Linked DNA regions of Mus musculus: all the other regions are linked to region 1. Evidence: chromatin contacts called from public HiChIP or PLAC-seq, Micro-C and promoter capture Hi-C data. All regions are on one chromosome and are shown on one strand. Each heading gives the region's core, a stretch centred on a gene start, on an enhancer-like site or on the middle of the called end of the contact. The rest is flanking DNA. Distances are from core to core; before and after follow the strand shown.

The links. Promoter capture Hi-C pulls out the DNA fragments that hold promoters and counts their contacts. Hi-C and Micro-C count contacts between places; a contact is called where the count stands out from the background. HiChIP or PLAC-seq counts read pairs in DNA pulled down with a chosen protein or histone mark.
Region 2: a contact with region 1 is called in a Micro-C map of embryonic stem cells, with 3 times the contacts expected there. The contact joins the enhancer-like site here to the promoter of Cavin1 in region 1. A contact is called at or near these places in 6 of 39 promoter capture datasets (the C10 cell line, cranial neural crest, embryonic stem cells and 3 more), 4 of 484 Hi-C or Micro-C datasets (the G1E-ER4 cell line, embryonic stem cells and pre-B cells) and 1 of 115 datasets of contacts at active chromatin or transcription factors (pancreatic cancer cells).
Region 3: an H3K4me3 HiChIP or PLAC-seq map of embryonic stem cells shows a contact between it and region 1, with 10 times the contacts expected there. The contact joins the promoter of Hap1 here to the promoter of Cavin1 in region 1. A contact is called at or near these places in 8 of 39 promoter capture datasets (cranial neural crest, embryonic stem cells, hippocampal neurons and 3 more), 3 of 15 datasets of contacts at CTCF or cohesin (embryonic stem cells, large pre-B cells and pro-B cells), 16 of 484 Hi-C or Micro-C datasets (B cells, CD4 T cells, CD8 T cells and 5 more), 8 of 115 datasets of contacts at active chromatin or transcription factors (embryonic hindbrain, embryonic midbrain, embryonic stem cells and 1 more) and 2 of 9 other capture datasets (embryonic stem cells and liver).
Region 4: a contact with region 1 is called in a promoter capture Hi-C map of the C10 cell line, with 7 times the contacts expected there. The contact joins the enhancer-like site here to the promoter of Cavin1 in region 1. A contact is called at or near these places in 9 of 39 promoter capture datasets (the C10 cell line, cranial neural crest, hematopoietic stem and progenitor cells and 4 more), 1 of 115 datasets of contacts at active chromatin or transcription factors (pancreatic cancer cells) and 2 of 9 other capture datasets (embryonic stem cells and liver).

What each region holds. Positions count from the first base shown.
Region 1 is chr11:100,969,104-100,972,045 of GRCm38.p6, forward strand. Cavin1 (caveolae associated 1) reads right to left here and starts at 1,514. Exons shown (of 2, transcript NM_008986.2): 1 at 887-1,514. The coding sequence starts at 1,363.
Region 2 is chr11:100,374,878-100,377,832 of GRCm38.p6, forward strand. Jup (junction plakoglobin) reads right to left here. Exons shown (of 14, transcript NM_010593.2): 9 at 1,846-2,121. Among named protein-coding and RNA genes, the nearest start is that of Hap1, 20 kb to the left of the region's middle. Within about 2 kb of position 1,369, at least 33 of the 459 cell types and tissues checked have an H3K27ac peak or open chromatin away from gene starts, as enhancers often do. A contact at or near this core is called in embryonic stem cells, where this site is marked.
Region 3 is chr11:100,354,863-100,357,562 of GRCm38.p6, forward strand. It overlaps Hap1 (huntingtin-associated protein 1), which reads right to left and starts at 1,279. Exons shown (of 13, transcript NM_177981.2): 1 at 828-1,279. The coding sequence starts at 1,215.
Region 4 is chr11:100,455,935-100,458,738 of GRCm38.p6, forward strand. Klhl10 (kelch-like 10) reads left to right here. Exons shown (of 5, transcript NM_025727.3): 4 at 350-499; 5 at 638-1,090. The coding sequence ends at 1,012. It also overlaps a transcript of Klhl11 not described here. Among named protein-coding and RNA genes, the nearest start is that of Klhl10, 15 kb to the left of the region's middle. Within about 2 kb of position 1,522, at least 4 of the 459 cell types and tissues checked have an H3K27ac peak or open chromatin away from gene starts, as enhancers often do.

The DNA of each region.
Region 1 (2,942 bases), core at 264-2,763:
GATATCACAGTTATATCCAGGCTGGAGGAACCCAGAAAGGTGCAAAGAATGCAACGGGTGGAGCCCGTGGAGTGCGGCAGCCTCCACCCACCAGCACCTTCACAGCTCGGGACATGGCCCCCGCAATCATGCGGGGGTGGGGTGATTCACTGCGCCCAGACCGCCACCTCCACCCGCCCCACTTACACTCCTAACGCCCACCCTACCTGCCCCACCCGCTCCCAGCAGGCGCCAAGGGCGCCCGCGCACTGCAAGACCCTTGGGAACTGAAAGTGCCTGGAGGCCAGGGGCAGATCGCGGCCTAGGGACATGCGTGGGTAGCCGAGGTTGGTGCGGGGGCGCGGGGATAGGGTGTGGGGGGCTGACGATCGTGTCCCTTGCATGGCGCCCCCGCCACTGCGTGCCTGAGCCCTGAATCACCCGCTATATCGGGCCCGCAGCGCCGGAGGCCCCAGGTCCCGGGCCCCACCTTTAGTGTCTGCTTACAGAGGGGCATACAGAGACCACCAGAGACCTCGGGCATTCCCTCCCTTTTCCCTCTCTCCGCCCCACCAAAAAAAAAACTTCCTCCAAGTGGAAAGGCGTTTGACAGAGACAAGCTGGGAGCATTCAGCGTTCCCAAGTCTAGCCCGCTAACTTTTCCGATAGGAGTTAGAGACCGTGGGGAGGAGCCTGGAGAGGAAGGCGCAGGGTGCGCCCCTCTGTGAGCCCCAAGAGTTTGCCACTCCCTAAACCCCACTCCAACTGGGTTCACAGGAAGGGGGGAGGAGCTCCTGACCGCTCTCACCAGGCCGGGCTGGCGGAGAGACGAGCCTCGGCCGGGTGTCCCCACCCGGATCCCAGGCCGGGACCCCAGCTCTGGGCGCGGTCCGCCCCGCGGGCTCACCTGGTAGATCATGACTTTGAAGTTGCGGCGCCTCAGCAGCTCCGCCTCGTTGACCTCCAGTTTCTTTATCTGGCCGGCCTGGCGCTCCAGGCTGCCGCGCACGGTCTTCACGTTGACGCTGACCTTGCGCACCTTCTCCAGCAACTTGCTCACGGTGTTGCTCGTGGTGGCGTGCGCCTTGCCCAGCTTGCTCAGCTCTCCCTGGATGCTCTGCACAGCGCCCTCCATCTCCGCCTGTCGCTCCTCCAGCTGGGCTTGGGTCAGCTGGATCTGGTCAACGGCGCCGATGATTTTATCCAGAAGGCTCAGCACCAGCACACCGTTCACCTGGTCCGACTTGATCAGCTCGTCGGAGCCGGTCCCCGACGGCTCCTCCGTGGCCCGCGCCTCCCCTTGGGTGGGCTCCGGGCCCTCTGAGGAAGCATCGGGAAATCCGGAATACGGCCGCTCAACGATATGGAGCGTGACATCCTCCATGGCTTCCCGGAGCCGTGCGGGGCCGACCGGGTGGAACTGGAGCGGGAGACCGGGAGAGAAGGAGGAGCGAGAGACTGGACAGCGAGCAGGAGCCCAGAGCGGAGGAAACTCGAGCCACGTCCGTGCGCACCGGGACTCTAGCCAGAACTGTGGGGCGGGGAATCTGCGAGTTGCCCGGCTCCTAGACCAAACCCGGAGTCCCGTCGGCCATTGGCTGGCCCCACCCCAGAAAGGGAGGAACCGGGGCAGGAGGGGAGACCAACCCCGGAGGGGCAGCAGAGGGGAACCCAAGAGCTGGGCGCCCCACCCTGTTCAGGATGGTTGGAATAGTTGGAGCGGGAGTCTAGGGCCCCCCTTGGCAGTGGAGGCTGCGGCAGCGGGACTGGGGCAGAGGAATGTGAGCTGCGGAAAGGAATTAGGTCTTCGGAGTGTGCTCTACTCTTTCTCTTTCCTCACCCACAAACCCACTCCAGCCTTTTAAGATCAAGCTGAGGTCCAAATGGCGCGTGAATTGGGTGTAAACGAGTAGTTTGTGTCTATGCCTCATGTCCTTGGAGGATCCTTGCCCTATACAATCTTTTTCAAAGATTTGGGGGTCTGCCCCCATCGTCTATCTATACACTGAGTTACCACTGTCCCCCAAATCTTGTGGGGTTGTTAGTGAGAGAGAGGGAAGAGATGAAATGACAGAAAGGGTGACGGCCTAGAAAGGGCCTCTAGGTTTCTCTTAGAATTGTAAGGACAGGGCATGATTAAGGCGAGAAGTAAATTATAAAGTAAAAGCTTTTGGTCACTTCTCCCAGGGCCCCCTCCAGCAGATATCTAGCTAATTCTAAGAATGTGAGCGTCGGACTCGTTCTTCCCTTGGGTTCTCGGATATTAGGTGAGCATTCAGGGAGATCACGGAACCCCATCTCTTTACCTAGCAGAGAAAAGAAGGCCAAGAGGAGGCAGGTGGCTCTCCAGGGTTCACTCCAGGTTACTGTTGCCATCTGTTCTTAGCTCCAGGTCTCTGAACTCCACCGGTACTCAGTACCTTTCCCTGGGGCAGGAATTGGGGCAACTATAGCGGTACTACCGAATGGGGAAGCGAACAGTTTTCTTCATGGTGCTGAACACCAAGGAGCTGGCAGTTCTGAGCAGGCGCAGAAAAGTCCTTAGCACAGACGTCTAGAGACACAGGCTGCCCTGTGTCTCTAGACACAGGCCCTCAGCAATCCCTGGAGCCACCCCAATTCCCTTTCCCACAGAGATACTGAAAACCTTTTCCCTGATTAGGAAACCAGGCTTGGGGTTCCCCGCCTGGATGGGTTCTCGGCAAAAGGTCACTTCTAGTCTGGTGCCCACCCTCCTTAAGTTAAACGCTGCTCTGTGGAGACTCGAGGGTCGTCGATCTAATCAATCAATTCACCAACGTGTGGAGCAGATTGCCATATAGGGTATAGAACTTTAGGGACCTCTGAATAAAACAGCAATCCCCCAACACACCAATTGGTTTTCTCACTTGAGGTTAAAGAAGAGAGACCCTCAGGCGAGAGTGGCGACGCACGCCTTTAGTCCCAGCCATTGGGAAGCAGAG
Region 2 (2,955 bases), core at 119-2,618, 590 kb before region 1:
ATAGTATATAGTATAGTATATATAAATATACTACATATATACCATATATATGTATGTTTATGTATATGCATATATGCTTTTGTTTTTCCAGGCAGTATTTCTCTGTATAATAGCCCTGGCTGTCCTGGATTCCCTTTGTAGACCAGGCTGGCCTGAAACTCACAGAGTTGCACCTGCCTCTGCCTCCTGAGTGCTGGGATTAAAGGTGTGCCCAATCTCGCTATAGGTATGTTCGCATGTGTCTCTATATGTGTGTATCGTGGTGACTGTGTTTTGGGGCACGTGTGCACTTGAGTGTATGTTCTTGTGTATGATGATCAGAGGTTGGAGTCACATGTTCCCTTCTGTTGCGTCTCAATTTTTCAGGCAGGGTCTGTCTCTGAACCTGCAGCTCCAGGTCTGGCAAGGCTCACTCCTCCTGTCTCCGCTCCTCCCACGCTGCTCGGGTTAAAAGCTGCTGCAGCACCTGAGTGCTGGGAATCTGATCTCAGCTCCTCGAGGATGCACGGCAAAGCCCCACTGGCAGTCATCTCCCAGCCCCACCAATAATGCTGATTTCTGCCTGCCATGGTAGAATAAGGCACGTTCCTGTGTATTAGTTCAAAGTCTGTCCTACAAACCTATGAGTTCATTCCACTGAAGGTAGGTCAGGATGAGACCTTAACTCTGAAAACTGATAAAAAATATTTTCAAAGGAAAAAAAAAATCTTGGGCTGGGGATGTAGCTTGGGGGTAGAGTTCTTGCCCCTGAGCTTGGCCCTGACTCAATCCCCAGGGCCACAAAGCAAAACAAATGCATCCCATGATTTGTGAGGCCTCACTGCACATGGCAGTATGACATATTAAAGCATTCTTCTATTTTGTTTAAAAGATAAGGTCTTGCTATTAGCCCAGGCTACCCTAGAACTGTCTCTCAATGCCCCAGTCTCAGCCTCCCCAGGGCAATATCACACACTGCCATTCTTTAGATTTTTTTTTTTTTTTTTGGTTTTTCAGGGTTTCTCTGTATAGCCCTGGCTGTCCTGGAACTCACTCTGTAGACCAGGCTGGCCTCAAACTCAGAAATCCACCTGTCTCTGCCTCCCAAGTGCTGGGATTAAAGGCATGCGCCACCAGATTATTTTTAAAGTCAAAGATAACCCAGGCTAGCCTTGAGCTCACTGAGTATATCCAAGGCTGGTCTTGCATGGCTAATCCTCCTGCCTCCGCTCCTCAGAGCTGGAATGAGAAGCATGTACCACCACACCCAGTGGTTTCCTTCAAAACTACTTCCTCACCATTAGACAAAGGGCTTGTTTTTAACAGCTGTGTCTGCAGTAGTTATCTCGGTTCAGTTATGCTAAATGATTTTCCCCAAGAGAGAGTCCCATCTGAATTCCAGGCCAAAGGATAGCTCCCAGACTGCCCTTCCCCCAAGTAGGCGAGACCCAAGACGCTCAGTTTATCCAACCCTCAAGCTGGCCAATTTGACAGTGGAAAATGGCCTCTCACTGGGAGCTAAATTTCATTTCTGTAAATTCCTGGGCCGAGCATTCTGCTTATGAGCCACCTGGGAGCCACTTGTTGACTCTGTGAGCACCACACTGTTAGGACCCAGTGTTAATGAGCTCCGGTGTGCTGAGGCGCTGGCTCCTAGGTTCCATGTTTGTCCCTTTCCTGTTTCTTGAATCTGCAGATGCTCTTCATGTCTGCATGTGGCTGCACTTCAAGAAGGCTCTCGTGATCTAAGTTCGGAAAGCCACTTATCCACCCTTCTCTACACAGACCTAGACTACTCCTGGCCCACACATTCCAAACCCCTCAGCAGCACCTGGGGACAGATCTGCCCATCTGTACCGGACTCACCTGGACAAACAGGGGAATGGTGTTGAGCCGGAAGATCTCCATGCGGTTCATGGGATCCCGGGCGAGGATGTGCAGGGCTCCGGTGCAGCCTTCCACGATCTCCTCCATCCTCACACCATCCGTGTAGGGCTGCTGGGTGCCTGCAGCCACATGGCGCTGGGCGTCCTGGTGGGCCTTGACCAACAGCTGGACGAGGCGGGGAATGACCGCGGCCTCCTGCAGAGGGGCATGGTTGGCTGGGCACAGAGCCAGGTTCCGGATCAGGCCAATAGTTGCCTGGCAAGAAAGGAGGCAGTGATGAGTGGAGGGGCGGGTAGTCCTTAAACATCTGGAGGATCCCTGATCCCCGGCTTTAGGTATTTTGTCCTTCCTGTCATCTCTTCTGAATCTGAGTCCCACTTCAGCAACAACCGCAGAGTCAGGAGCATCCTGGCTACTCCTGGAACGGAACTGGGGGCTTGTGGGCGGGGCTGTAGGCACAGAACTGAAGGAATCTAGAGCTAAGGTTGGGGCTTTAGCTCAGTTAGGACACACAAAGGGTTGGATACCCAGCACCGCACAGAGTGGGTGTGATGGCACAGAACTTACCCCAGCAAGTAGGGAGAGGCTGAGGCAGGAGGATCAAGGCGAACCTTGGCTACAATCTGAGGTTAGCTTGGGATACCTGAGACTGTACTTTTTTTTTTAATAATAATAATAGTAATAAAGGAACTAGATTGCTAAGGTGGGACATGTCTATAGTATTCTCAGCAGTCAGGAGCCTGAGGCAGGAGGATTGAAAGTCTAAGGACAGCCTGGGTTACATCTCAGGGTCCTTGTTTCAAAAAATAGCCAGAGTCAGGAATGGTGACAAACACCTTCAATCCCCCGTACTCGGGAGGCAGAGGCAGAAGAATCTCTGTGAGTTCGAGGCCAGCCTGGTCTACAGAACTCCAGGACCATCAGAGCTATAGAGTGAGACCCTGTCCCCCCAAAACAAAATAAATAAGTGAAGACTCTAAAAATAAATAATAGCTGGGCGGTGGTGGCGCACGACTTTAATCCCAGCACTCTGGAGGCAGAGGCAGGCGGATTTCTGAGTTTGAGGCCAGCCTGGTCTACAGAGTGAGT
Region 3 (2,700 bases), core at 29-2,528, 610 kb before region 1:
CTCCACAGCTCCGGATCTCCCCACTCCTGCTTTCTCAGGAGGGGCCTGGATGCTGTAAAGGCAAAACCATCCTCTGGGCTCAGGAACTGGACTCTCAAGACCCCTGGGTCTCTGGGCCCCTCGAGATAAGAAGTCAGGGAAAATACTGGGCTCATCATGCCCACCCCCAATCGGCATCTTAGCCATCACTGGAGTCTCCTCGATCATAAAAACAAATGCAGTCACCCATCCTAAACCTGTTGCTTGTCACAGGAGGGCCAAGTAGACTTCTTCAGCACCCAGAAGCGGGCACCTGAGCCTAAAATTGCCCCCGCCCAGAAGAGGAGGGACAGAAGCCCAGTGCCCCGCCCACTCCTCCCTCTTCATTCCAGCTTCGGAAAAGTACGACCCAGACCCCCTGAGGACAAGTAGTGGTCAAAGGCTCCCCTACACACACACCTCTACCCACCCACGCAGGCTGGTTCCTGCGGGCTAGCGCAGGCTCAAAGCGCACCCGCAGCCCCCGCCCCTCTGCTGGCACTGCGGTAGACGGGGAGGGGGCACTGAGAGTGCGCAGATCTGCCACAGCAACAGGCGCGAAGAGGCGGGCGGAGAGCGCGAGAGAGCTCTGGACCTGACGCACCCACAATAATCGGGAAACCGGAAAAGGGGGGGGGGGAGATGGGGAAAGAGAAACCAAACCGGCACCGCAGACTGTGGTCTCGCGGGGGTGGTGGAAAGGTGGAACTAAGAGCCACAAGGGGGCGGGGCGCCTGAGTCGGTGCACCCCCTCCTACCTGGAGATGCCCAAATAGTGCCCAATGCGGGATCCCCGAGACTCAGTTTACCTTCCTGCAGCTCTCGAATAAACGCCGCACGCTCAGGGCCGGACACGCCGGGCCTCCGGCCGATGTACGCGGCTGGTGTCTTCCAGATTCCCTCGGCCTTTCCAGTGCCCAGGCCAGTGGCCCGGGGACCGTAAGGCCCCTGGAATACGTAGCGGGTCCATGGTGCGTCCGAATCACCAATGATCATGGACCGACAAAAGCTTCCTGTCTTGGTTCGGGATCCTGATTTTTGTCCGGACCCGGTTCCCTGCGCTGGAGCAGGTTTGGGCTCCGCCGAGGGCTCCGGAGCGGGACCAACTGCAGGCTGGGTCGTGGGGGTGCCTGCTGCTGGGTCCCCCGACCCTGTCCCGTCTCCCGCACCGCTCTGCACCTGCTCTTTCGGGCGCATCTTGACTCCGCAGTCCGCTGCCGCAGCCGGGGCTTTATAACCTGTGCTCGGAGCGGGCTCCACTGGGCTGTACCACGCGTGGCGCTAGGGGTGACCGTTGATCAGTTAGTGGTGCCGAGGACTCAGGATCCTGCAAGAAAGCAGCCAGTGGTGACGAGATAGGAAGTAAATAAAAGAAGAAGAAAGAAAGAGATGAACTAGTGCCTAGCTTATTCCGTGGGGTCGAGTCCACGGTGATGGATTTCTCTTCCCTTCCATCTTCTGAGAATGGTTCTGTCCAAAGCCGCCGCTTCCCTGGACTTGAGTAGAGGGACCCGTAGCTTCTGCCTAGAAACAACCCCCCCTTCAGCCCCCCGCGCGCGCTCCCGCCACCCCAGCTTCCAGGGGCTTTCTGTGTTGCCCTACCCAACATTGTGTACAGACCGAGGTGACCTGAGAATCGAGGCAGTACGCCTGTGCCTTCCCAGGTAGACTAAGCGAGAAATCCAAACTCCGGTATGGCTTTCAACGTGTTGCGTGTCATCCACAGGTCCCTCTCACTCTCGCGCTCGCCCCTGGACGTCTTCCATCTTAGTGCGTTCACTCGTTCTTTATTTCCAACCCTAATTCTCAAGCCCTACAGTCCAAGCAAGCACCTGTTCTGTTCTTCAAACATTCCAAAAAGAACATCTTCGGAGGGGATCCTGCTTAAATGTTTCGCTGTGACGACTCTTCAAGATCCCCGTGTACACACACACACACACACACACACACACACACACACACACACCAAAACATCCGTTATCCCAGGGTCTGAACTGATCGATGTCGGTCTCCACGACTTTACCCGTGCTCTTCAGCTCATGGACGGACGTATGCTCCCCAGAAAAATGGCTACTTTGGAAGCTGGCTCTCAGTCCTGAATGAACTGGTTTAAGGGGTGGGAGCTAGGGAGGGCAGTAGCCATTTCTGTGCTTTTAGACTGGGAGACAGGCTAAAGGGAGATGGATGACTCATGGACTCAAGTCTCAAAATCGTTCTTGATGTTCTCCATTCTCCACCATCCTCCAGTGGACAAGGCTATTGACTTTACGTTTTTTAAAATATTTATTTATTTATTTTTTATATCTGGTGTATGAAGGTGTCCATGTCAACATCAGTTGTTGTCCGTCCCTTGCCACCTTATTTTTTGAGACAAGGTTCCTCACTGAATCTGGAGTTCAGCACTTTGACTAGACTGTCTGGCCAGCGATTCCCCAAGACATCCACTTAACTCCACCCTACCCCTCAGCCCCGGGGTTTACAGACAGGTGCCACCATACCAGACCTTCATGTGGATGCTAGGGATCCAAACACAAGCCTTTATGTTTACACGCAGACCGAGACAGTTTACACATGCGCACACACATGTATGTATGTATGTATGTATGTATACACACACACAGACATACAGTTTTATTTGTGCATATGAGTGTTTTGCTTGCTTGTATATCTGGGCACCACTAC
Region 4 (2,804 bases), core at 272-2,771, 510 kb before region 1:
CAGCAGTAAAACCCTAAGACACAAGGGAATCTAGTATCTCCTGGCCTCTGAGGGCATGACATGCATATGGTTGTATAGATAGGCATAAAGGCAAAACATGTATGTTTTAAAAAGTGATCCTCTGTCCGGGCAGTGGTGGCACACGCCTTTAATCCCAGCACTTGGGAGGCAGAGGCAGGCGGATTTCTGAGTTCGAGGCCAGCCTGGTCTACAAAGAGAGTTCCAGGACAGCCAGGGCTATACAGAGAAACCCTGTCTCGAAATCCCCCAAAAAAGTATTCCCTGACCTGTACCTGTCTTCTGTCTACTCCCCTGTATAATTTAGCAATCCTGAATTTTCTCCACACAGGTCTACATATGTGGTGGGTTTAACGGAAACGAATGCCTGTTTACAGCAGAAGTGTACAACACTGAGAGCAATCAATGGACAGTCATTGCACCCATGAGGAGCAGGAGGAGTGGAATAGGTGTAATTGCTTACGGGGAACATGTATACGCAGTGAGTTTTTATTGTACAATGATAAAGTGGCACCCTTAGATTCTTCTAATAGCCTACCACTGGCAAGCATTTGAAGGGCTTCCTCGGTGAACAGAAGCAGTGGATAGCAGTCAACCTTGTTTCTTTTGCTCTTCACAGGTGGGTGGCTTTGATGGAGCCAATCGACTGAGGAGTGCAGAAGCCTACAGCCCAGTGGCTAATACTTGGCGCACGATCCCCACTATGTTTAACCCTCGTAGCAATTTTGGGATCGAGGTAGTGGACGACCTCTTGTTTGTGGTGGGTGGCTTTAATGGCTTTACCACCACCTTTAACGTTGAGTGCTATGATGAAAAGACCGATGAGTGGTATGACGCTCATGACATGAGCATATACCGCAGTGCTCTGAGCTGCTGCGTGGTACCAGGGCTAGCCAATGTTGGGGAGTATGCAGCTAGACGGGACAACTTCACGGGATTAGCACTGCGAGATGAAGTAAAGTATTCCGCTTCGACAAGTACCCTACCTGTATGAGCCTCTTCATTTAGCTAATAAAAAGTCTAAGCAATAAGAATTAATTCTTTTTTTAAATAAATGCAGTGTTTAAACTTGTAAGAGTACTGGAAAATGTTCAACTTAAGGGAAGCAAGGGTTGGATGAATGAGGGAGTAAGGAAGGGGATTACATTCAACACACAGTACAAAGCAGCTCTAAAGAAATACGTTTATTGAAAACTTACATTTAAACAATTAGTATCTTAAACATGAGCAAGATAGCTTCAGGAACATAAAACATATCTTAGAGTGTTCTAAATACTATATCTCCTCTAACATAAAAGGAGATAATCAAGATTAAATCTTGCAAAGGGGCCTGGGTACCACTAGCCCAAAAAAACTGTTTATAAACTAATACTTATTTTACAGGTAACACAACAAGCCCCAGCCCACGGATGGTAAAATCTTCAAACACCTAGCAAGCATTGAATTTCACAAGTGCAGGAAGCAGGAGGGGGAAGATTAACAGGTGCTTCAAGGTCCCGCCCTCCTAGCAAGGGTCAGAGAGTAAGCGGGAAGCTCTGAGGGTTGCAGTGAGCAGTAATTTGGCTAAGTGAAGTCCTTGCAGCAAAAGACCACTTTGTAAACATACTATTGTTGTATTACAACCCTCCATAACTGTTTGGTTTTCAATCACCAGAACATATGCTGTAAGTAAAACAACAAAATCGATTTTTCTCAAGAAAGTAACAGATGATGAGCTGTGCCAAAAGGTTTGACGGCTAAGAACAGACTGAATTGCTGCTCAAATATTCTAAGGTTGAAGCACCGGATTTTTCTAGTGTAGAAGAATATTCGTTTCACAACACCATACATGTTCAAAGACACGAAACGTGACTAATATGGCCTTTGCACATAAGTTTAGTTCAAGGTCCTGTGTATTTTATTAGTCTGTGTAGCTAAAATATGTAACACAGCTCCAGTCTACTTATAGTGTTGACACTAGAATCGTGAAGCAGAGAAGGAACTATTTCAAACACACACATGCTGCAGTCAGAGAGGGGAAGGTGTGCACAAGAACCTGTCTACTAGTTGTGACAGGATTAAAGCACAGAAATGCTCTCTCTGGCTTTTTAGACTGAGAGTTTTAAATTTTTGGTCCTGGAAATACTACACACAACCAGGTAAATCAAAACAAAACTGATATCAGTTAATTTTAAATGTTCTTAGCAAAAATGTTATTTTGAACTGGCACAGAAAAGCAAAGCTCTCAGGATACACAAGACTAATCATGCAAACAGCTGCAAGTGATGACCGCTTAAAAGTTCATGACTGACATTCTCAGTTTGAAAGGAAGATAGGAAGGGTCCCATTATAATGTGGAAAGTTAGCCTTACTCACAATAATGGACCACCCTTACTTTTTGGTGTAATCAAATCTTTTTCCAGCTAAGAAAACAAAAGCTACACAACAAAGGTTCACTTGAATAAGCTTTTAAAAAGCTGGCTTTAAAAAAAACTGTTTTCATAAAAGAAATTTCTTTCCCAAAGAGCCACATTAGACCTGCACGATTATTATTACAAATGCTGTTATGTCCGTTTAAAATTTCAGAATGTCAGCCTTGAACAGATTTAAGCAAGTCTAGGTTCTTTCCTTCCTAACAAGTTAAAAGTATTTAGGAGGCAAGTTATGGTGGTGAAGCCACACACGTGAATTCACATATGAAAATTAGAAAGTTGGTAGTCAGGAAACCTGCACACCATCATGCAAGGAAGGACTTACCCCTTCATTCAGCCAGGGCCTAGGCTGCCTGCTGAGCCAAAAAGACAGTG